Regions from separate parts of the Mus musculus genome. Here regions 1, 2, 3, 4 and 5 are each linked to region 6. Evidence: chromatin contacts called from public HiChIP or PLAC-seq and promoter capture Hi-C data. All regions are on one chromosome and are shown on one strand. Each heading gives the region's core, a stretch centred on a gene start, on an enhancer-like site or on the middle of the called end of the contact. The rest is flanking DNA. Distances are from core to core; before and after follow the strand shown.

Evidence for each region. Promoter capture Hi-C pulls out the DNA fragments that hold promoters and counts their contacts. HiChIP or PLAC-seq counts read pairs in DNA pulled down with a chosen protein or histone mark. Capture Hi-C pulls out chosen DNA fragments and counts their contacts.
Region 1: a promoter capture Hi-C map of embryonic stem cells shows a contact between it and region 6, with 2.1 times the contacts expected there. The contact joins the promoter of P4hb here to the promoter of Cd7 in region 6. A contact is called at or near these places in 4 of 39 promoter capture datasets (cranial neural crest, embryonic stem cells, pre-B cells and 1 more), 1 of 115 datasets of contacts at active chromatin or transcription factors (memory CD8 T cells) and 1 of 9 other capture datasets (embryonic stem cells).
Region 2: a promoter capture Hi-C map of the SN4741 cell line shows a contact between it and region 6, with 4 times the contacts expected there. The contact joins the promoter of Fn3k here to the promoter of Cd7 in region 6. A contact is called at or near these places in 2 of 39 promoter capture datasets (the SN4741 cell line and cranial neural crest) and 1 of 115 datasets of contacts at active chromatin or transcription factors (bone marrow-derived macrophages).
Region 3: an HNF4G HiChIP or PLAC-seq map of pancreatic cancer cells shows a contact between it and region 6. The contact joins the enhancer-like site here to the promoter of Cd7 in region 6. A contact is called at or near these places in 5 of 39 promoter capture datasets (the SN4741 cell line, cranial neural crest, embryonic stem cells and 2 more), 16 of 484 Hi-C or Micro-C datasets (CD4 T cells, Sertoli cells, brown adipocytes and 4 more), 4 of 115 datasets of contacts at active chromatin or transcription factors (T-cell acute lymphoblastic leukemia, embryonic stem cells, fetal liver and 1 more) and 3 of 9 other capture datasets (adipose tissue, embryonic stem cells and liver).
Region 4: a promoter capture Hi-C map of the SN4741 cell line shows a contact between it and region 6, with 5 times the contacts expected there. The contact joins the promoter of Hmga1b here to the promoter of Cd7 in region 6. A contact is called at or near these places in 6 of 39 promoter capture datasets (the 3T3-L1 cell line, the SN4741 cell line, embryonic stem cells and 2 more), 1 of 15 datasets of contacts at CTCF or cohesin (embryonic stem cells), 4 of 484 Hi-C or Micro-C datasets (all in embryonic stem cells), 1 of 115 datasets of contacts at active chromatin or transcription factors (pancreatic cancer cells) and 1 of 9 other capture datasets (embryonic stem cells).
Region 5: a promoter capture Hi-C map of adipose tissue shows a contact between it and region 6. The contact joins the promoter of Pcyt2 here to the promoter of Cd7 in region 6. A contact is called at or near these places in 5 of 39 promoter capture datasets (the SN4741 cell line, cranial neural crest, embryonic stem cells and 2 more), 1 of 484 Hi-C or Micro-C datasets (embryonic stem cells), 4 of 115 datasets of contacts at active chromatin or transcription factors (T-cell acute lymphoblastic leukemia, embryonic forebrain, memory CD8 T cells and 1 more) and 1 of 9 other capture datasets (adipose tissue).

What each region holds. Positions count from the first base shown.
Region 1 is chr11:120,571,423-120,574,767 of GRCm38.p6, forward strand. P4hb (prolyl 4-hydroxylase, beta polypeptide) reads right to left here and starts at 1,831. Exons shown (of 11, transcript NM_011032.3): 1 at 1,235-1,831; 2 at 99-305. The coding sequence starts at 1,385.
Region 2 is chr11:121,433,432-121,436,365 of GRCm38.p6, forward strand. Fn3k (fructosamine 3 kinase) reads left to right here and starts at 1,522. Exons shown (of 6, transcript NM_022014.4): 1 at 1,522-1,698. The coding sequence starts at 1,558.
Region 3 is chr11:120,702,763-120,705,917 of GRCm38.p6, forward strand. It overlaps Aspscr1 (alveolar soft part sarcoma chromosome region, candidate 1 (human)), which reads left to right. Exons shown (of 16, transcript NM_026877.2): 11 at 841-903; 12 at 1,310-1,362. Among named protein-coding and RNA genes, the nearest start is that of Cenpx, 9.4 kb to the right of the region's middle. Within about 2 kb of position 1,334, at least 74 of the 459 cell types and tissues checked have an H3K27ac peak or open chromatin away from gene starts, as enhancers often do. A contact at or near this core is called in the SN4741 cell line and pancreatic cancer cells, where this site is marked.
Region 4 is chr11:120,761,445-120,764,641 of GRCm38.p6, forward strand. Hmga1b (high mobility group AT-hook 1B) reads left to right here and starts at 1,350. Exons shown (of 2, transcript NM_001166477.1): 1 at 1,350-1,546; 2 at 1,580-2,948. The coding sequence starts at 1,445. The coding sequence ends at 1,768.
Region 5 is chr11:120,616,491-120,619,466 of GRCm38.p6, forward strand. Pcyt2 (phosphate cytidylyltransferase 2, ethanolamine) reads right to left here and starts at 1,455. Exons shown (of 14, transcript NM_024229.3): 1 at 1,274-1,455. The coding sequence starts at 1,362. Sirt7 (sirtuin 7) reads right to left here. Exons shown (of 10, transcript NM_153056.3): 10 at 1,881-2,559. The coding sequence ends at 2,358.
Region 6 is chr11:121,037,912-121,040,989 of GRCm38.p6, forward strand. Cd7 (CD7 antigen) reads right to left here and starts at 1,567. Exons shown (of 4, transcript NM_009854.2): 1 at 1,382-1,567; 2 at 125-439. The coding sequence starts at 1,454. All of the region lies in intron 1 of Gm11775 (a long non-coding RNA gene), which reads left to right.

The DNA.
Region 1 (3,345 bases), core at 581-3,080, 470 kb before region 6:
CCACTTGAGAACAGGGCCTCTCCCTGCCTTTTTTCCCCCACCTGTGGGTTTGCTCCCAAAGCCTACACAGTTATTAAAGGGCAGTTCTAGGGTCACACCTGTATATTCCTTTGGGGAGGCTGTGTCTCCATTCTTGAAGAACTTGATTGTGGGGTAGCCACGGACACCATACTGCTGAGCCAGGTCAGACTCTTCTGTGGCATCCACCTTTGCTAGTCGAATCTCAGAGCCTTCTGCCTTCAGTTTTGCGGCAGCTTTGGCATACTCGGGAGCCAGAGCTTTGCAGTGGCCACACCACGGGGCATCTGTAAAAGAAACCAGGACATTGGAAGGTAGTCCTCTATCCAGGTCTATTTCTTCCCTTTGTACTTCCTTTCATAAAAACCTTATCAGCATACCAAGATAACCCCTCTTAATGCAGTCAAGAGACTGCACTGATAGCTGGTGCTCTTGGGCAATATGAGGACAGAGGCCACGAGTGACAAACCAACCCCAATCCCTACTTTGCCCTGTGACCACCAGCACTGTAAAATCATCCTTGACTTGTAACTTCGTACTGCCCCCAGCAATCAGGGTCAGTGTATACCTGGGGTTTACCACTCAGAATCTAGGAAAAGTTAAAAGGTTGCTGGGCCAGCACTATATGTAGCAAGTACGTGTCCAGATGCCTATCCAAAGCTGTTCTTTCTACTATGGGAATGTGACAATCTGTCAAGGCAACCTGGCAGCTGTGTTGGAGCTCACACACTTGTAAGCAGAAGTAAAGGCTTAGATCTGGCTTGCTTCCCGGTATACGGCAAGTTACAGGTAGGGTGGGCATAGTAAAGAGCGTTTGATCTACTCTATCGGAACTGCTAACTGCTCACACAGCCCACTCTGTTTTTCCCAGCTAACAGAAGGTTCTGGCCATGTGGACGTCGTGCACAAAGATACCTTCTTGATTCTCAATCCCGCAGTCCCCCTCAATGAGCTCTGACTACAACGACTTCTACTTTGGGTAGGAAGGATGCTCTTGGGACAACTGGAAGCAGAGAAGCTTACAGTAGGTGCTACCCGCGAGGTGCAGCTCTGGACCGGCCAGTCCGTGTTCCGTGGGGCAAGCTGAGGGCTACGGGCCACCGTACTCAAGAGGGGCCGGCCGCGCAGGACAGTGCTGGGTGCCGCAGAGGGCGGCCCGGAGGAGTCCGTGGACAAGGGGCCCTTCCCCCCCCGCCCAGGCCCACGGCGCACTCACAGAACTCCACCAGCAGGTACTTGTGCGCCGCCAGCGCCTCCTCGAAGTTGCTCTTCTTCAACACCAGGACGTTGTCCTCCTCCTCCAGGGCGTCGGCGCCCACCCTAGCCGCCCAGGCCAGGGCTAGGCACAGCAAAGCACGGCTCAGCATGTCGGACGTCTGCAGCGGGCGGGGCAGTTGGGTTGGCGCCGCCGGGACAGCCAAGGCGACGAGAGCGCGCGTCGGTCCAGACCTCGCCTTTATAAATCCTGGGCCGGGGACGCGCCCACGCCTCCCCCTCGCTGCGCGCGTCAGCCGCCGTGCGCATGCGCCCCGCCGCGCCCTCCGATTGGCCAAGGAGCTGAGAGACCCGCCCTCGCCGTGCGGGGACTGGACACCCACTCAAGGCTGGGCCACCAAGTCGACAAAGACCCGGAGGCCTTTCGGTTCTTGCCTGGGATTGGCCACGGCGCGCGCGCGCGCGCACAAACCCAATGTCCCCCAGCGTCTGATTCGCTGGCGAAAGCCAACTTTCTCTTTCTGGACTTCTGACTGGCGACTTTTCCCACGCCTTCCACACGTCTGGAATGGCTGCGGCTTTCCGCTGCCCGGCCTCGTGGCTCCTGATTGGTGGAGAGATGCGCGTACCCAGCCCGATTCTCCGTCGAACGTGGCAGTGGGCGGAGTCCCGGACCCCTGGGCGGGGCTACGCTTGCGCCTCCGAAGCCCCTCGTGTTGCATTCTGACTGGACCGCGTTTCCGTACTGGCACCGCCCCCAAGTCTCCTCAAGGAAGCCAGGGACGCCACTTCCGGTGCGCGTGCGGCTCGTGCGGTCCCTGCCCAGGTCTTGGGTGACGGACCCTAGTTTCGGGGTCGGTGTTCTGTGCTTTTCTCGGCTGCGGTAGCTGCCAGGCGTGTCCCCACGCCGCGGGCACGTTTCTCGGGCGCCCCGTGGTCGTCCGAGGCTCCTGTCCACCATTCGGAATTCGGTGCCCGAGACCTCTGCGGAAGCTGCTGGGGAAGTGGAGAAAGCAGTCCGTGCCGTCCGCTTTATACTGACCACATGTTGAAATGGCTCTTGAGTTCGTTGGGCTGAATAATAAAAAGGTTTGGCTTCTGTGAATCAGCCTTTCCATTACGTACGAGAGTCACATTTTGTCTCGGTTGGACTTCCTTTTCCAGAATCATCTTCTACTTTGTGTCTCTATCCCTTAGTGACTTGGAACTCATTGTACACAGGCTGGCCTGGAACCCGAGGAAATACTTAAAAGATCTGCACCGGCCCACTGGGTGCTGTAGTTACAGCTGTGAGCAGTCCCTGTCCGTGTTCGGTCCATCTTTCTCTTTCTTTACTGCTCCCCGGCTGTCAACCGACCTGCTCTCCACGCCCAGCCCGGGAGCTCACTCCTAGAAGCATCTTCTTTTTTCACTTCCCACTACGAAAACTATCCTGATTGTCAAGGGTCATTAGAAAAGGCAAACACCCAAATATTAAGTATATAGATTGACTAGTACTACACTGCTCTCAGAAATGGATAAAAAACAAGAAATATGGCATATGGTTTTGTATTTTGATAGTTTTTTTTTTTTTAATTGTTTTTAGTTTTTCAAGACAGTGTTTTCCTGTATAGCCCTGGAACTCGATAGACACCAACCTGGCCTTGGACTCAGAGATCCATTTACCTCTGCCTCCTCAGAGTGCTGGCATCAAAGATGTGTGCCATCACTGCCTGGCAGTAGCTTCTTTAGCAACGTTGTCAATAAGGACATGCATGTATTACCTTTCCTACTAGAAACTCCTCTTATCTAGTGTGAGTTTCTTCCCTTGAAGACCAAGTCCTTTGTGCCCCAACCCATTCAGTGTAGGCAGAGAGGGAGTCAGATCCTGGTCGGAGCTCACTGGGAAACCTTCGAGTATATACGGGATGACTTTGCAGGCCTAGGAGAGCTATGAATGAATTTGCCCTGGAAGAGTACCTAATCTAGCAGCAGCTTGGCTAGGTGCTTGGTTTTTTCTCTGCCTATCTTTAGTGCCTGTACACATTCCTGACTTGGGTACAATAGAAATAGCTTCATATATGATGCTGCTATCTCCCAGTGATTTTTTTAGCTGCCTTGAGCTGTTCTAGA
Region 2 (2,934 bases), core at 272-2,771, 400 kb after region 6:
GGTTCCAATCATCCCACATAGCTGCCAGATGCAGGAGTTATTCAAGAGCCTCTAGGGAACCCAGTCTCAGTCTGAGCCCATGACAGGTCACAAGGACCCTGGGGATGGCCAGCACTGACAGGCTTTGCCCCTCTGAGGTATGACAGAGCTCCTAAGATAGGCTCCTCAATGAGGGCTATGCCTACCGAAAACCCATGCAAATGTTATCTCTTCATGTGCTTTGGGCGTCATCTTAGTGTGAGGCTGGTCGATAAAGGAACAGCTGTAGAACTGTCAGCTGGCAGGCCATGAGAAAAACATTGAGCAGCACAGTGCAGCCAGGTCTTCTTGACACATGCTGGGAAGAGTCTTATCCCGCTAGGGCCTGAGACTAGAATTCATAGGATGGAGCCCAAAACCAGACTTGGTTTCATATGTTATGAGCTATGTCTCAGCACTGGGACCCAGGCAAGTTAACTCCTCTATACTTTAGTTTTGTCATAGAGAAGGCAGGAGCTAATTATAGCATCCTCTCAGGATATTTGTGAATGTAGCTGACATTCACTTGTGCCCTGGCACATACTCAAAGCTCAGCAATGGATCTATCCACCCACTAATCTTCCTAGTCCCTTTATAGTCAGCTGGGGACATTGCAGTACAAGAGAGGGACCAGCAGCTCATGGTGGGAGCTGCCATCTGAGGCAACCTCTCCTAAAACACTGAAGGGTTAGCACAGGCTGTCTCTTATATCAGTCTGTGGATGTGTTCTTATATGTATGTGTGTGTGTGCCCATGCATCCATGAGCATATATGTCTGCTGCTTTCCTATCATGGCTGTCTGAAATCCAGAGTTCCACCTACCCTGGGTGGAGTAGGCTGCTGCTATCACACCTCCCACAGTAGCCTCTATCACTCAGCCCTGTGGCATTAAGAGGTGCCACTAGGGCCTAGCCAGGGCACCCCCATGGCTAGGACTCCACCCTTATCTGGACAGTGAGATCTTCTCCATGGGATATCTAAGTCTCTAGGCTATGCCTTGTGTTGCAAGGATAAAGAAGCCCTGACCCAAATCTTTCTGCGCTCTTTCCTGATTCTCCCAGTTATGCAGAGAGCACGGTGCCCAGGGTAGACCCCAGGTGGGTGCAGATGTTCTGGGACTTCACGTGCATTCTGTGAGGACACTCCCTTTCTGTCTCGTGGCTTTACAGAACACCCGCCACCCGGTCTGGGTTCTGTTTCTATAGGGTGTGTTGTTGGAGGAGAAATTCTGAAATGAGCTTAGTAATGAGGGTATCGAGAGCTTTTGCATCCCTCCTTCTCCCACAGCAGCCCCGGGTGGAAATCGCCTTGGAGAGAGAAATTCCTCGCTCTCTTCCCCCTCCCACCCTAGCTCTGGTGCCCAAGAGCATGCAGGGATAGCATGCACCGGAGGTAGCTAGGAGCCAGCAAGCCTGTGTCAGACAATGTTGTGACAGCGCTACGCCCCGCCCCCTGATCCGCCCTCCGCGCGTGTTCCCTTCTGGTCCCCGACTCCCCCTCCTCTGCGTCACCTGACCGCATTCTGCACCTCAACTCTCCATGGAGCAGCTGCTGCGCGCCCAGCTTCACACCACAACACTGCGGGCCTTTGGGAGCTCCGGAGGGGGCTGCATCAGCGAGGGCTATGCCTACTACACTGACAGTGGCCCCGTGTTTGTCAAGGTCAATCGCAGGACACAGGTGCGCTGCCCGGTATACAAGGATAAAGTCTAGGAAGGGGAAAGAGGAATGCAGGATTCTGAGAAGTGGTGGAGGAACTAGACCTGGCGTACCCAACGCTCTGCTGAGGGGTCAACCAGCACTTGCATGCAGGCAGCTTCTTGGGACCAGAGGGTTTCTCTTTGCTGCATGATTATTTTCTTGCTTTTGCTCCCACACAGGGGCTTTAAATTTTCTGTAATCACTGACCATGGGGGAGGTGAGTCTTAGCGGTAAGCTGCTTCTGCCCATGTCTGGTCTCTGCTCTGACCTCAGCTCCTGCATTTTCCCAGCAGGTGAAGAGAGACAGGATTCCCAGGGCTAGGTTAGCACCATCGTTCTCAAAGGCTCTGTTGGTTTCTAGGACGTTTAAGATATCCCCGTTTAAGAATGTATGGAGCCAGGCATACATCTAAACCCTATCACTCTGGTACTTAGGAGGCTGAGACAGGAGGATGGTGAGTTCCATGTCAGCCTGGGCTACATGAGGAGAAGCTGGCTCAAAAACAAAAACAAACTAACAACAACAAAAGAATGCATGGAAAACTGTAAGACAACTGAGGACTGTTAGCTAGAGTCCCTGAGAGCAAGCTGTGCTGGCACAGCATGGTGCTCCCCTTCTGTGGGGGGAGGACTCCAGAGGTTCTGGACTCTGTGGGGAGTAGTTCTGGATAGTGGTTATAGTATCTAGGATGCTCCTGGTATCATTAGAGACGGTGAAGGTAGCACCTCCCTGCTTTCTGTGCAGCGTTGGCCTGGTTTGGAGGTTTACCCTGGAAGCATGGCTGAAGTTTGCAAATGCCCTTCCACAACAGGCTGCTCAGCACATGCCTCTTTGTCCCAAGTGCAGGTTGGCGATTTGAGTGTACCTGTCTGACTTTTCCCCTTGAAAGGGGATTAAGGGGGAAGAATGGTTTACATGTGTGATAATAAATGTTTTGGCTTCAAGTTTCACTTTTAATCAACGATATCCAATTTATTTTGTGTGTATGTATGTATGTGTGTGTGTGTGTGAAAGCTCTGGTTTGCATATTCATGACGTGCGTAGAAGTCAGTGGATAACTTTTGGGGAGTTGGTTCTGTCCTTCGGCCTTATTTTGTGGCAAGGTTTTTCTTGTTTCTGCTGCCACACGGCCTGTTCTAGGCTAGCTGGCCTGAAAGACTCCAGCTGACTGTTTGTCTCCCATCATGTGGTAGGAGGGCTGGGATTACAGATGC
Region 3 (3,155 bases), core at 84-2,583, 340 kb before region 6:
GTCCCCAGAGCTCGTGAGTCTGAGTGTTTGGGACACAAGTAGGTAGGAAAGCCTCTGAGAAGGAGCCATCAAAGCCACCAGAGATGGAGCAGACCTTGGTGGTCTGGTTTTTTGTTTGTTTCCTTTTTTTTTTTTTTTTTTTTTTTTTTTTGGGTTTTCCAGATAGGGTTTCTCGTGTAGCCCTGGCTCTCCTGGAACTCACTCTGTAGACCAGGCTAGCCTCGAACTCAGAAATCCGCCTCCTCTGCCTCCCGAGTGCTGGGATTGAAGGCATGCGCCACCATGCCCACCTGGTGGTCTGTTTTTAAATTTTTTTTTTTAGATTTATTTATTTATTTCATGTATGTGAATAATGTAGCTGTCTTCAGACACGCCAGATCCCATTACAGATGGTTGTGAGCCACCATATGGTTGCTAGGAATTGAACTCAGGACCTCTGGAAGAGCAGTCGGCGCTCTTAACCACTGAGCCATCTCTCCAGCCCCTGGTGGTCTGTTTTAAGACAGTGAAGATGAAATAGTTCTAGGCCTGAGGGGTTCCTATCCTGGCAGGGTTCAGGTTGAGGAGTTGGGTCCTCAAGAGGGACCAGGGATGCTGTCATTAGGCAGGCCTCGCTTGCATCAGGATGGGGATCCTAGAAGTGGTCTGTACTGTGGTTCCCACCTCGCTGAACATGTAGGATAGTGGGATGCACTACGGAGTCCTCACATCCAGGGCTTAGCATCTACCACCAACAGGGTGGCTGCTGAGCCTGCATTGCTGGGGATACCTTTGGCGCTCATTGTCCCTAGGTTCCCAGCAGGACCTTGAACAATGAGTGGTGTTCCCCTTTCTCCACAGTGGGGGATCTTCGAGACTTTGTTAGGAGCCACCTGGGGAACCCCGAGCTCTCCTTTTACCTATGTAAGTCTCTGTTCCTCAGCTGGCCCTGCCTCCATCTGGCACGACCCTTTTTCCCTCGTTTTAGTCTGCAAAGTGTGACCTTCTCTCTGGGATGGGATTTAAGATAGCTTTTGCTCTAGGAGCCAAGTTGTCTAGCTCTCCAATCCTGGGTCCCTTGCAGGGAGCTGATATCAGTGCCCAGCTCCCCAGTTTGGCCTTTTTCCCAGTCTCACCCTGTGACTCAAGCTGCAAGGGGGACTGGATCCAGGAACAGGGTTGTCACCAGGGTGACGAGGACCCCTGTGAGCAGCAGAGGTGGGTGGACAGCCTGTGACCTGAGATGTGATTCACAAGTCCTACTGAGGTCTGTCTGCCCTGACACATGGGGCCTACCAGTGTCCTAAAAGACAGCCCCCTCTCTCCACAGTCATCGCTCCACCCAAAATGGTCCTGGATGACCACACGCTGACTCTCTTTCAGGTACTGCTTTCCTCACGGGAGGGCGTTGCTGGGCTGACTGTACTGGGAGGGCAGGGCGCCATGCTGCGGTTGGGTTGGGAAGGAGTGCCCTGGCAGGCGCTGTGGTGGGTAATAAAGCCTTTTAGAGCCGGTGAATTCAGAGGGAGCAGTGCGCCTCTGAAGTTGTTTCTGACAGGGCTTTCCAGCCTCCTCCGCTTCCTGCCTGGCCCCGGGGTGGGGATGGGCCTGCCCAACTAGCTGGCCTGCTGTCCTCAGCTGGGGCCGTCTGGAGGTCCTGGCCCCTGGGCTGCTGTATGACACCAGCTCCTTAGCCTCTGGGTGAGGAAGAGGCCTTGGCAGCCTGGTCTAGGAGTGGTACCAGGCCTCAGGAGGGCTGGGGTCTCCCGGGGTCCTTAGCTGCCTTTAGCTGTCATCTCTGCCTCTTTCCCTAGATCTCCTGCCTGTCTCAGGTAGGAGTGTGTAGTTGGCCCCAGGCTTTTCCACGGGGCCTCCAGAGGCAGACACTACTTGACCCTGCACCCTGCAGAGCCAATTGGAATGAATGCCTTGTCTTCCCATTCCCCCCCCCCCCCCCAGCATCTGGGACCTCCTTAGTCCCTCTAGTCTAATGGTTTCCTTTTCAAAGTCTTTAGATATTTTAATTAACAACAGAGGTGCCTGAAGGCCTCTACAAAAGTCTGGGTTGGGGGTGACAGGCTCCACTGGCTGCCTAGAACTGCCACCATTGGGGTGAGACAGGGCAAGGAACAAGCTGGAAGCTCACCAGGGACTGTACATTTAGGGAAGTGCAGCCACATGGCTCTGCTGTAAGGGAAAGCAAGGAGGTGTCCCAGAGCAGGCCTGTGACCCCATGATCCCCTTCTTGGCTTATGAACCTCCAGGCGCCAGCTCTCTTTCTTCATCTCTGCCCCTCCCTACCTCCCTGGCCAGTGTGTTGATAAACACTGAATCTGTAAGATGCTTTGGGATTGAGGCCAGTGCCCAGGCCCCTCCCCTAGTCTGGGTTCACATGCCCCCTCCCCAAGCCCCAGTGTGCCTCTCACCCGCCTCTGCCTGATTCCTGGTGACACTCTGCCCCTGCTACCAGCAGCCGTCTCCTTTCATCTGTCAGCTCTGTCTGGAGCCACGGGGCCTCCCAAGGGGTGGCATCCCTTCCTGCTGCTGAGGGAAAGAAGCCCGCTCCCCTCCCGTAGGTGAGCAGGCAGCAGCCCTTGAAGCTGCAGCGTTCACAGCTCTGTCTTTGGCAGGGCTGGGCTCTGCTGCCCAGGGGTGGTCTACATTAGACTATGTGGGATGCCAGTAGCCCAGGAGAGCAGGGGCTTTCGGAGGGCATGGGGGCAGGGAGAACTAAACCACAGAGAGGTAGGGTGCAGAGCCCCACCTGCACTGTGAATTTTCTGGGCCTGAGCCCTAGGCCCCCCGCTGTCCCCAGCCACCCCCTTGCTCAAGGTTTAGGAGATGAGTAGTATTTTGTTGGTGCCATAGGGAAGGAAGAAGGGCAAGGCAGGGAAAAGCCTATGGTCCTATGCCCAGCCCCACCTGGCCTGCTGTGCTTTCTGAAGCTTGGCGAGGTCTTGCCTTCCATGCCCCGTAGGTGTATTCTGGGAATTGCTGATCAGTTGCAACCCTCATTCCTCCCCCTGGGCTCTAAGTGGTCCTGGGAGCCTAAGGGGAGGGGTGTAGCTTGAACCTGGTGGTCAGGCGGTCAAGTGTGTTCACTGCTTTTTCTGTTTGTCTGTGGTAGGGGTAGGGAGAGTGGGTTCCAGCCCGGCATCCCAGCCGGTGTCAGCTCC
Region 4 (3,197 bases), core at 100-2,599, 280 kb before region 6:
AGAGCTGTAAAAGAAAGAGCCTGAAGTAAAGATGTTGCTGCATGAACCCGACTTGGTGCCTGTGTCGTTCTTGTCACCACCGGCTCGGAGTGGAGATGACGACAGTAGGTAGGTAACTCAGCTGACTTTTGCGTCTTCTGGGCTCTGATCTGCAGTCTTTCTTCTTTGCTGCTTGGTTTGTCTGAGAGAGACTCTCAGCTTTTGTTGCTTACCCTGACAGCAAGGGATCTTGTGAAATTGGTCAGTTTCAGGAACTTCCTGAAACTATATGAGTTGTTTGCATCCCTACTTAAGGAACTTCCATGCAGGATGGGGTGTTTTAATTTCAAAGGAAACTGTTATACAACAGTCCTCACATAATGTTGTAGTTAGGGCTCAGCACATGACTCTGGATAGAGAAGTCTTCAGACAACATAGGTGACAGGAGATAGAGCAGGAGCTGTGGAGGGTGAAGACATCTTAGGAGAAATGCGCTCCTAAGGGCGAAGCTAGCAGATGACTGTCTTCCCAAGACGTTGGAGCTTGATGCTCCCTTCCTGGTAAACCACTTCCTCCTGCCTGGTGGCCAACTGGCATCCCTGAAAGGCCACCATTTCCCAGGAGTTCCGATGGCCACCAGACAGCAGGTTGGTCACAATCCACAGCTTTTGTCATAGAAGGGGAAGGGCTTTGATCTTACTGGATAGATCAGGCCAGACACCAGTATTCAGTGCCACCTGGAGGTTGGCTATAGGACTTGGTGGTTTGCTCAGACTGGGATCAAGGACACAGTGAGCAGGCATGATCTGTCCCTGTTAGCTATGAGGAAACTGCCAGGCAGCAGCAAATGATTGGGCTCCGGGCCCCCACTGTGTATGCTGTCCCCTGAGCCACAGGAAGGTCCCAGAGCACCCTTCTGACCAGTGCGGAGGAATGCTCAGGGGAAGGGTACTGCTGTCCCTGCACTATAGAGCACTGGAAGTACAGCTGCCTCCTTTCAGCGACTCACACGGTCTCAGTGCAGAGCCTGGACTGAGCAAGGGAAAGGCGGCAGTCTGAGCACACCTCCTCCCCAGGGCTGTCCATGAGGCATCTGAGCCTCCTGCCCGGCCCAGATGTCGTGTGACCTGCTATGACTCACTGGATCGTGAGTACTTGTTCCATGAACCCTGACACACAAGACAAGAGACCCTCAGCACACCTCAAACAATCGCCAGACACGGGTTGAGGTGCACAATATTCTCTGATTACTCCTAACTGGCTCCAAAGAACCAGGTCTCTGCTCAGAGAAGAGGAGATGCACAGAGGTACTCAGGGTTTGCAACTGGGGCAGGAAACCCCAGAATCCATGCTTAGATTTACAAGAGTCGCCTCTAATTGGGACTCCGAGTCGGGGCTATTTCTGGTGTTGGCGCGGCTCCAAGAAGGCACTCACTGTGTGCTGCCCCACACATAGAGAAGGAGAATGAGCGAGTCGGGCTCAAAGTCCAGCCAGCCCCTGGCCTCCAAGCAGGAAAAGGATGGGACTGAGAAGCGAGGCCGGGGCAGGCCACGCAAGCAGCCTCCGGTGAGTCCTGGGACGGCGCTGGTCGGGAGTCAGAAAGAGCCCAGTGAAGTGCCAACTCCGAAGAGACCTCGGGGCCGACCAAAGGGAAGCAAGAATAAGGGCGCCGCCAAGACCCGGAAAGTCACCACAGCTCCAGGGAGGAAACCAAGGGGCAGACCCAAGAAACTGGAGAAGGAGGAAGAGGAGGGCATCTCCCAGGAGTCCTCTGAGGAGGAGCAGTGATCACCACTCGCAGTGCCGCCTGCTCCATAGCCACTGAGGAGCAGCTGTCCCCTGGGACTGGAAGCCCTGCTCCCAGGCCCCTCCCCGCCCCCACTGCACACTACCGCACCAGGCACCAGCTGCAGGCTCTGCTCCGCAGCACCCAAGGGAGCAGGATTCGGCTCAGTCCCTGTGCCCTCCTCCCGAACACACCTGCCCCATCCTGACAAGGCTAACTTCCCATTTAGCCGCAGCCCGGCCTGCTGCGCACCTCCCTCAGAGCCGTGGCTCTCTGGGCGCTTTGTTTTGCGGGTCCCTTCTGCCCTGCTGTTCCTGGCTTCCCCGTAGAGGGTCCTGGGAGCATTCCCTGGCCTTAAGGGGCCCCGGCCCCATCTCACTCTGACAAGGCCCAGTGGCTGACCTAGCAGCAGCAGTGTGGTCAGGGCAGGGGATGCTTAGATCCCAGCATGTCCCCACCAAAGTATCACCGGGTGGGTTTCTCAGCCCCTCCTGCCCCACCCTACAGAGATCATGCACTGGGTTGGCTGAGCCCCTTGACAACAGGAAGTAGGATGATGTTGGCTCCACCCACTTTAATGTTCTCACCTGAGACTAGACAGATGGGGTTACCGCCCATCTCCAGAGTAAGGGCCTGTTCTCGCCTCCACCAAAGGCAAACGGGCACCAACACGCCTCCCCCAGTCCACTCTAGGCTGTTCCTTCCTCCCGCAGGGCACTAAGGAGCTAGCCTTGCCGCCCCCTCCTTTTCGCTCCTCCCTGCCCCCCATGGTTCTGGTTCCATCTTCTCCTCTGTTCACAAACTACCTCTGGACGGTTGTGTTGTTTTTTTTTTGTTCCATGTTCATTCTTAGATACCCACTATTGCTGCTGCTACCAGCGTCAGATGTTCATCCTCCTGAATTTGCCTGTATTCTCTCCCCCACACAATACACTCGAGGGGAAGGGGGGCTGGGGCGCAGCAGACTGGTTACCTACCCCACACTAAGGAAGATGGGGCCCCACCCCGTGGATGCTGCAGCAGAGTGAGGATGGGGGCCCACTTTGATGGGAAAAGGGTGTAGGGCCACCTCCCCTTGTTCTGTGGGGGAGGGGTGGCCAGTATTTGTCCCAGCCTGGGGCTTCCTCCCTGGTTTCTTATTTGCAGTTACTTGAATAAAAAACAAATAGCCTTTTCTGGACAGTCAAAAAAAAAAAAAAAAAAAAAAAAGATTTACAAGAGTCCTGCCTCAAAGTAAAGACGGTGCCTCAGTGTCTCTGCCAAAGGCGGAGTTCCTGGCTGGTACGGGGCAGCAGGTGAGGGGCACCTGGGAGGAACAGATTGAGGGGAACAGCCAGGGGACTCTCTAGACACACTGCAGGCATGGTGGGTTCTTGGGTCCCTGGGCATTGGAATCCAGTGTGCCTGCTCCAGCTAGATCACATCACTACC
Region 5 (2,976 bases), core at 205-2,704, 420 kb before region 6:
GCGACTTTCAGCTCTCAACCCTTCTGACTCCATCTGCTGAGATTCCCACCCAAAGCCAACTGTTGGGTGCTACAAAACAAATGTAGGACCTTGTGCATGCTGGGCCAGCATAATACCAGCTGAGCTAGCTACACTCCCAGCCCGCAAGATACAAGAGATTATCTAGGATTTGAATATGGAACCTCCTGCACCCTAAACAAGAATAGTCCCCCTGGATCAACAAGCCACACTCAAGCTTGGAAACAAGAGATCAGTCCTGCATTGGGAGCAGATACTTCCACCCTGACACAAGTGGACAGTTCCCCACCCCCAGGGCTGGCTTAGCTCTCTGAGAGAACAAGTGCCTGTCACCTGCTTTTATCCTCAAATCTAGGTCTGGCCACAAGTACTTTGTCAAGGTCAAGCTATGCAGAAGCCAGCAATATGCTGGACACTGAGGATATCCCAGTGGGATATCCCTGGGACCACCTGTATTCTTTGCCATGGGCCAGTGCTGGGCCATAGGTTCTGCTCTGCTTCCTCTAGAGCCCTAGTGGGCTATCATCATGTCAACACCACAGTGCACGGGGTGGGAGGTGGGACATGATAACGGGCAAATTCCAGGACAGCCCTTGTGCCCACTAGACAGGCAGGGCTAGATCAAAGGTCAGAGTCTGCATCTGGGCTTGTGGCACCATGGTGGGGCCAAGGTCATAGTCCACTGACACGAAGTCAAAGCTGGTGACTCAGGTGCAAAAGAACAGAAGGGGACTGAAGTTGTAATTCAGTGATGGAGCACTTGCCTGTACATATATAGCACACAAGGCTATGGTTCCCATCCTCAGCAACCAACCAAAGACAAACAAGAAACGCACAAAGTCTAGCCTATTCCGCCATGAATGCCCTGAGGAGCCCTGGTGACCATTCCGAATGCCTCTCATCCACCAGGGGTAGGCACGACGAAGGGCTGAAGATGGTAAGTTATAGAAAGGCCAACATCTTATCTCTTCGGCTTGTTGACAGCTCCAGGACTTTCTTGGAGACGTCACGGGCTGATTTGCCAGAGAAGCTCACAGCCTTCCAGCCCAGGTAATTTGGGTAAATGCCCAAGGCGAACAGACAGCCGCATTTCCGGTTTTCGGGGAGCGCACCGTCTGATGCACCCGTGTCTGTACGCTACACTCCTAAGTGACCGGAGGCCAGGTTGCCTCGTGCGGCCTCGGAAGACTCCGGTTCCGCCAACGGCCGGTGCGTGACGCCCAGGTGACCGCCCTCCCCTCGTCGCCCCACTCACCAGCCATCGCACCACACCCGCACGATGCGCTGATCTCCCGGACCCTTCAGCCCAGCAGCGCTGGCAGCCCCGTGCCCGTTCCGGATCATGGCACCGGAGGCCCCCCGCAAATCCTGGCGGCTCCCGCGACACACAGTACCGTCGCCCCGCCCTCGACGCTTGCGCGTGCTCACGCGGATCTCACCCGCTTGGCGCAGCCAATGGCGTGCGCCAACCAGGGCCCCGCCCCCAGCCGGGCCACACCCCCCTCCGCCCAGATCGAGCGGCCAATGGTCTGTGTTGCAGGTGCCCGGGCTTTGGCATTTGACTTCTCCACAGACGAACGGGGCAGGTTAGCACCACAACTGTGCGTGCAGCTCACCCCGTGCCTTAAGCATTCTTAGGAGCCGGGCAGTGGTGGCGACCCCTTTAATCCCAGCACTTGGGAGGCAGAGGCAGGAGGATCTCATGAGTTCCAGGACAGCCAGGGCTACACACGGAAACCCTGTTTCAAAAAAACCAACCAACCAAAAGCATTTTCAGGGGCTGGGTTCTTCAAAAGCGCCTCGATGCAGGCCCTCAGATGCAGGCACCTCGGTGGTGCGTGTGACAGTCATCGGGACACCAAAGCAATTGAGAGATGTTTAATAAGACTTGCTCAGACTGGAGGCTTAGTTAGATTCTCCCTGTGCCGCATACCCAATACAGAAAAAGGCTTCTATAAAGTGAACACTTGTACGTGATAAGGAGTAGAAAGAGGGAGGCCCTGAGACTAGCCTGGAGAGTGAGGTAAGGCAGTGGTGGACTCTCCTGCTGGCCAGGCCTGGGAAGGGCCGGAGCTCTTCTCACAGAGGCCTTGCTGCCACCTTTGTACAGGGGTGAACAGGAGGGAGGTGTCCTTGAAGATCAAGCCCATAGCGGGGCAGTCACAGCAGTGCAAGAGAGCCTTTCCACAAGGACAAATGGCTAAAGACGACCGTCACCGCGAAGCCGGCACCCACTAGAGCCGGAGGGGGCACTCTCGCCTTCACGGCGACACGGGCGGAGCCCCTGAACAAGGGTCAAGCCATCTGCAAAGTGCCAACTGTTCTTTGTCAACTCCGGGCTATGCCACTTTCTTCCTTTTTGCACGCTTGGCACAACCCCTGCCAAACCAGCCTCCTAGGATAGGGGGAGCTGAGGCAAGGGGGTCACTCTGGTCCCCAGGTGGGGCTTCTTCTCTGCTTCTGCATAGTGACTTCCTACTGTGGCTGCCTTCTTCACCAGCACGGAGGGGGGTCGCCAAGGAGAAGATTGGATCCTGCCACCTAACAGAAAGAAAAGCAGCATCAGGCAGGTCTGAAAACCCCTCGAATCGCAACCCTCCCAGGCACAGGAAAGCTGTCTGAGGCCACCTGCCATCCCACCTATGTCTTAATCTGGGCTTTGGCTGGAAGCAGCGTCAGTGACACCAAGCTGCAGGGGACACCAAGCTGCAGGGGAAAGTCTTCAGGGCAGCAGCAGCCCTCGCTCGACAGCCTCTTCTGTCTCACCCACTGTTGGTGGGAGCTGCACACATAGGAAGGGGTAGTGCTAGCCACAGGATGGCCTCACCTCCAAGGATAACTTGCTAGCAACTCTGGGCCCCGTCTCTCACTTGTATGGATAGGGGCAGATGGACCAGACCCTTTTCCCTTTCCCAGACTGCGTGACAGGGATGGGGGCGGGAAGAGGCCGGTTGACTG
Region 6 (3,078 bases), core at 317-2,816:
GCACCATTAGGAGGTTTCCAGGAAGAAATGGGCTCTGAGCAGACAGCTCCAACAAGTGCAAAGAAGGTCTCTAGCAGCCAGTGGGCTCCTGGCCTGGCCAACAGTCAGATGGGCACATCCTTACCTTTCACCACAACCGTGGTGAACAAGCCACGGGCACTGACTTTCCTGACAGCCTCGCAGGTGTAGTCTCCAGTGTCTGCCAGCTGGAGGGAGCTTATGGTGATGGTCAGGTTCTTCTGGGAACCAGAGAAATTAATTCGGCCTGAGAAGGTCCTGTCTACTGTGGGCTCCTGCCGGTCTTCAAAGTAAATCACATTGTAAGCCTGAGGCCAGATCTTCTTCATTAAGATCCCTTCCAGGTGCCCTCTTGTAGAGCAGGTGATGTTGACAGAATCCCCCTCAGAGGCAATCGTGAGTCGGGGGGACTGGTGTACGTCTGTGAAGAACCAGCCAGTTAGCACCAAGCTGGCGCACAGCACACGGTGACTCAAACACGCTAACACGTATCTCAGAGGCTCCACAGATCCTACATTCATGTATGTCCTTGCACACTCTTGAGCATCTCTCACAGCACCCGCACCCGCATGCTCACACATGCTGTCTCATTTTGCTGTGCACAGGGGCTGCACTCTCTACACCTCCAGGTTTCTTTCTCCCATTTTGTATTCCTGTGAGATGCCTCCTCCATCACACCCCTCTCTGCAGAAATGCTATAGGAACTTGGCAACTTTGTTGCATCTCAACACAAGGACTTCCCTTTTGACTACTCCCCACCCTGGCTGTACTCTTTCTTTCTCTTTTAAGTGAGTCAGTCACTCCCAGACAGCCATAGTCCTATCTCCTCTTTGCCTACTCTTTCCGATGCTGGTTTCTTCATCACCCTCCTTCCCCCCATCATTTCTAGGCATCCAGAGCCTGTGGCTCTGCGCAAGGGGCACATGTTGACTTGTTCATGGGATACTCACTCTTTCAGATTCCAGCCCCGTTTGCCGTGCCTGGCACCCACACCACCCACTTTCCTGTAGGCAAGACTGAGTACAAACCTCAGCATCTCACAGAATGAACACTATGCTGGTTTTGCACAAGAATTGTGCCTGGGAGCCTGAGCCTCCCATAATCTTATTGTAGATCTTTTACACCTTACCACAAGACTTCCCACAGACAGCTGCTCTGAAAGGGAACTGAAGAACACAGTTCTCACAAGCACCAAGGGTAGATGTTAGTCCTGTAAACTAAAGCTTTCAAGTCTCTGCTTTTCCACGGAGCTGGGACTATTCCAGGTCTAAGACTAAGACTTGGGGAAGTCAAGTCAGGGCCAACCCTTCCCCAGGTGGGTGTGTGAGATGCTCTCTGGGAGCCCTGCTACAGGGATGCTTACCTTGGGCATCCAGGGGGCCAGGCAGGATTCCGGCCAGTGTAAGCAGCAAAGCCAGCACTGCCTGCTGAGTCATGACGCCCAAATCCAGGTGATCTGAGCCAAATCAGCCACTCTGGCTACAACACATTACTGAGCACTGTGAAAGTTCACACCAAAAACCCTGAGAGGAAGAAACAGGGGTGTGGCAGTTCAATGCGATTGGTGGTGAAGCTCCGAGGGAGGGCTTCCTGAAGATGAAGGTGGAGCTTGGTGGGCAGGGAACACAACAAGCCAGGTGGAGGAAGCCACCTGACCCCAACTGTCCTCCCTGGCTGGTTGGCTGGCCCACATCTTTATCATCTTTAACCAAGAGTCTCCACAGGAGACGTCAAGAGGAAGAAGAAATAAGAACTAGTCCTGTAACCTGGAAGAAAAATTAGAGGGACTTAAAGGTTTAGAGGCCGGGAGGGAGTTGAAGTTTCCTCTGGTCTTTTGTGTCATTTTCTGCTGGGATGTGTTCAGGTCTGTGGTCTCACCTGTTGTCTGGACACACTGGGGTTTCAGCCTGACACAGCATACCCAGTAGCCTTGGCTGTGGTTGCCTTGGCGGCCTGGGTGATCCTTCCTTAGAAGCATGATTGAGCCAGATCTGCTAGGCCAAAGGGCGGCTAGGAGCCCCTTCAATAGCAATCTGCCTTCTGGGACAAAACCGAGGGCCCTGTGTCTGGTTCCCAGGTTGGGGGAGAGCTAGGACTCTTGTCAACCATGAGTTTTATTGCTGGTACCAGAGCCAGTGTGTCACACTGAGGGGTGAGTTTGTGTGTGTGTGTGTGTACAGTGTCACATAGGGACTCAAAGCAGTTCCTCCGGGGTCCTACTCTAAGGGGGAAGATGCTCCCCCTGTAGGTGGGTTTGGAATGCTATGGTGTAGACAGGGGTGCCATGCGGGGTACTTGAGGGCACATGGGAGAGGGACTCAGGTAAAGGAAGGTCAAAGTTGGAAGATTTTAGGAACAAAGGGTTGGGGAGGGACAGGTCACCTGTGGTAACACAGGGACAGCAGGTATGGAACTGTGCAGCCTGAGAATATTGGAGAGAAATACGAGGGGAGCTGGGTCAGGTGGGCAGTAAAGAAATCAGCACCTAGCCCCCAGGGGAGAAGTTCATGGAAAGACAGACTTTACAGGGAAGTAAGAACAGTCAAAGACCTAGACCTAGTCTCCTTCCTAGGATGCCCGTGGCCACACCAGGGGCACATGGACTGGAGTGCTGCCACCTCTGCAGGGCTGACCTTGATGTGGTCTTCGTGCATCGACACTTTTGACTGTTTGGGGCACCATGCCTCAAGTTTCAGAGATCATAGACACACAGGGCCCTATGGGCTGTGCCTAAGGGCTCCAGGGCTCCAGGAGGAGGTGATGACCCAAACCCCAGTGCATTTATTTTGATTGAAGAGGCACAGACTCTGTGCATCTGGGTGCTGGGCGGTAGCATCAGATGCACTGTGGTTGTGACTCTGGAGGCCACTGTCATCAGGCAGGGTCTTCTCCACTGGGCCATCTCTCCAGCTCACCAGGCAGCGTCTTTAGCTCGGGGCTTCATTTTCAGGTCTCAGCTCGAGTGGTTTTTGTTGTTGTTGCTGTTTTGTGAGATAAGGTTTCTCTGTGTAGCCCAGGCTATCCTGGAACTCACTCTGTAGACCAGGTTGGCATCAAACT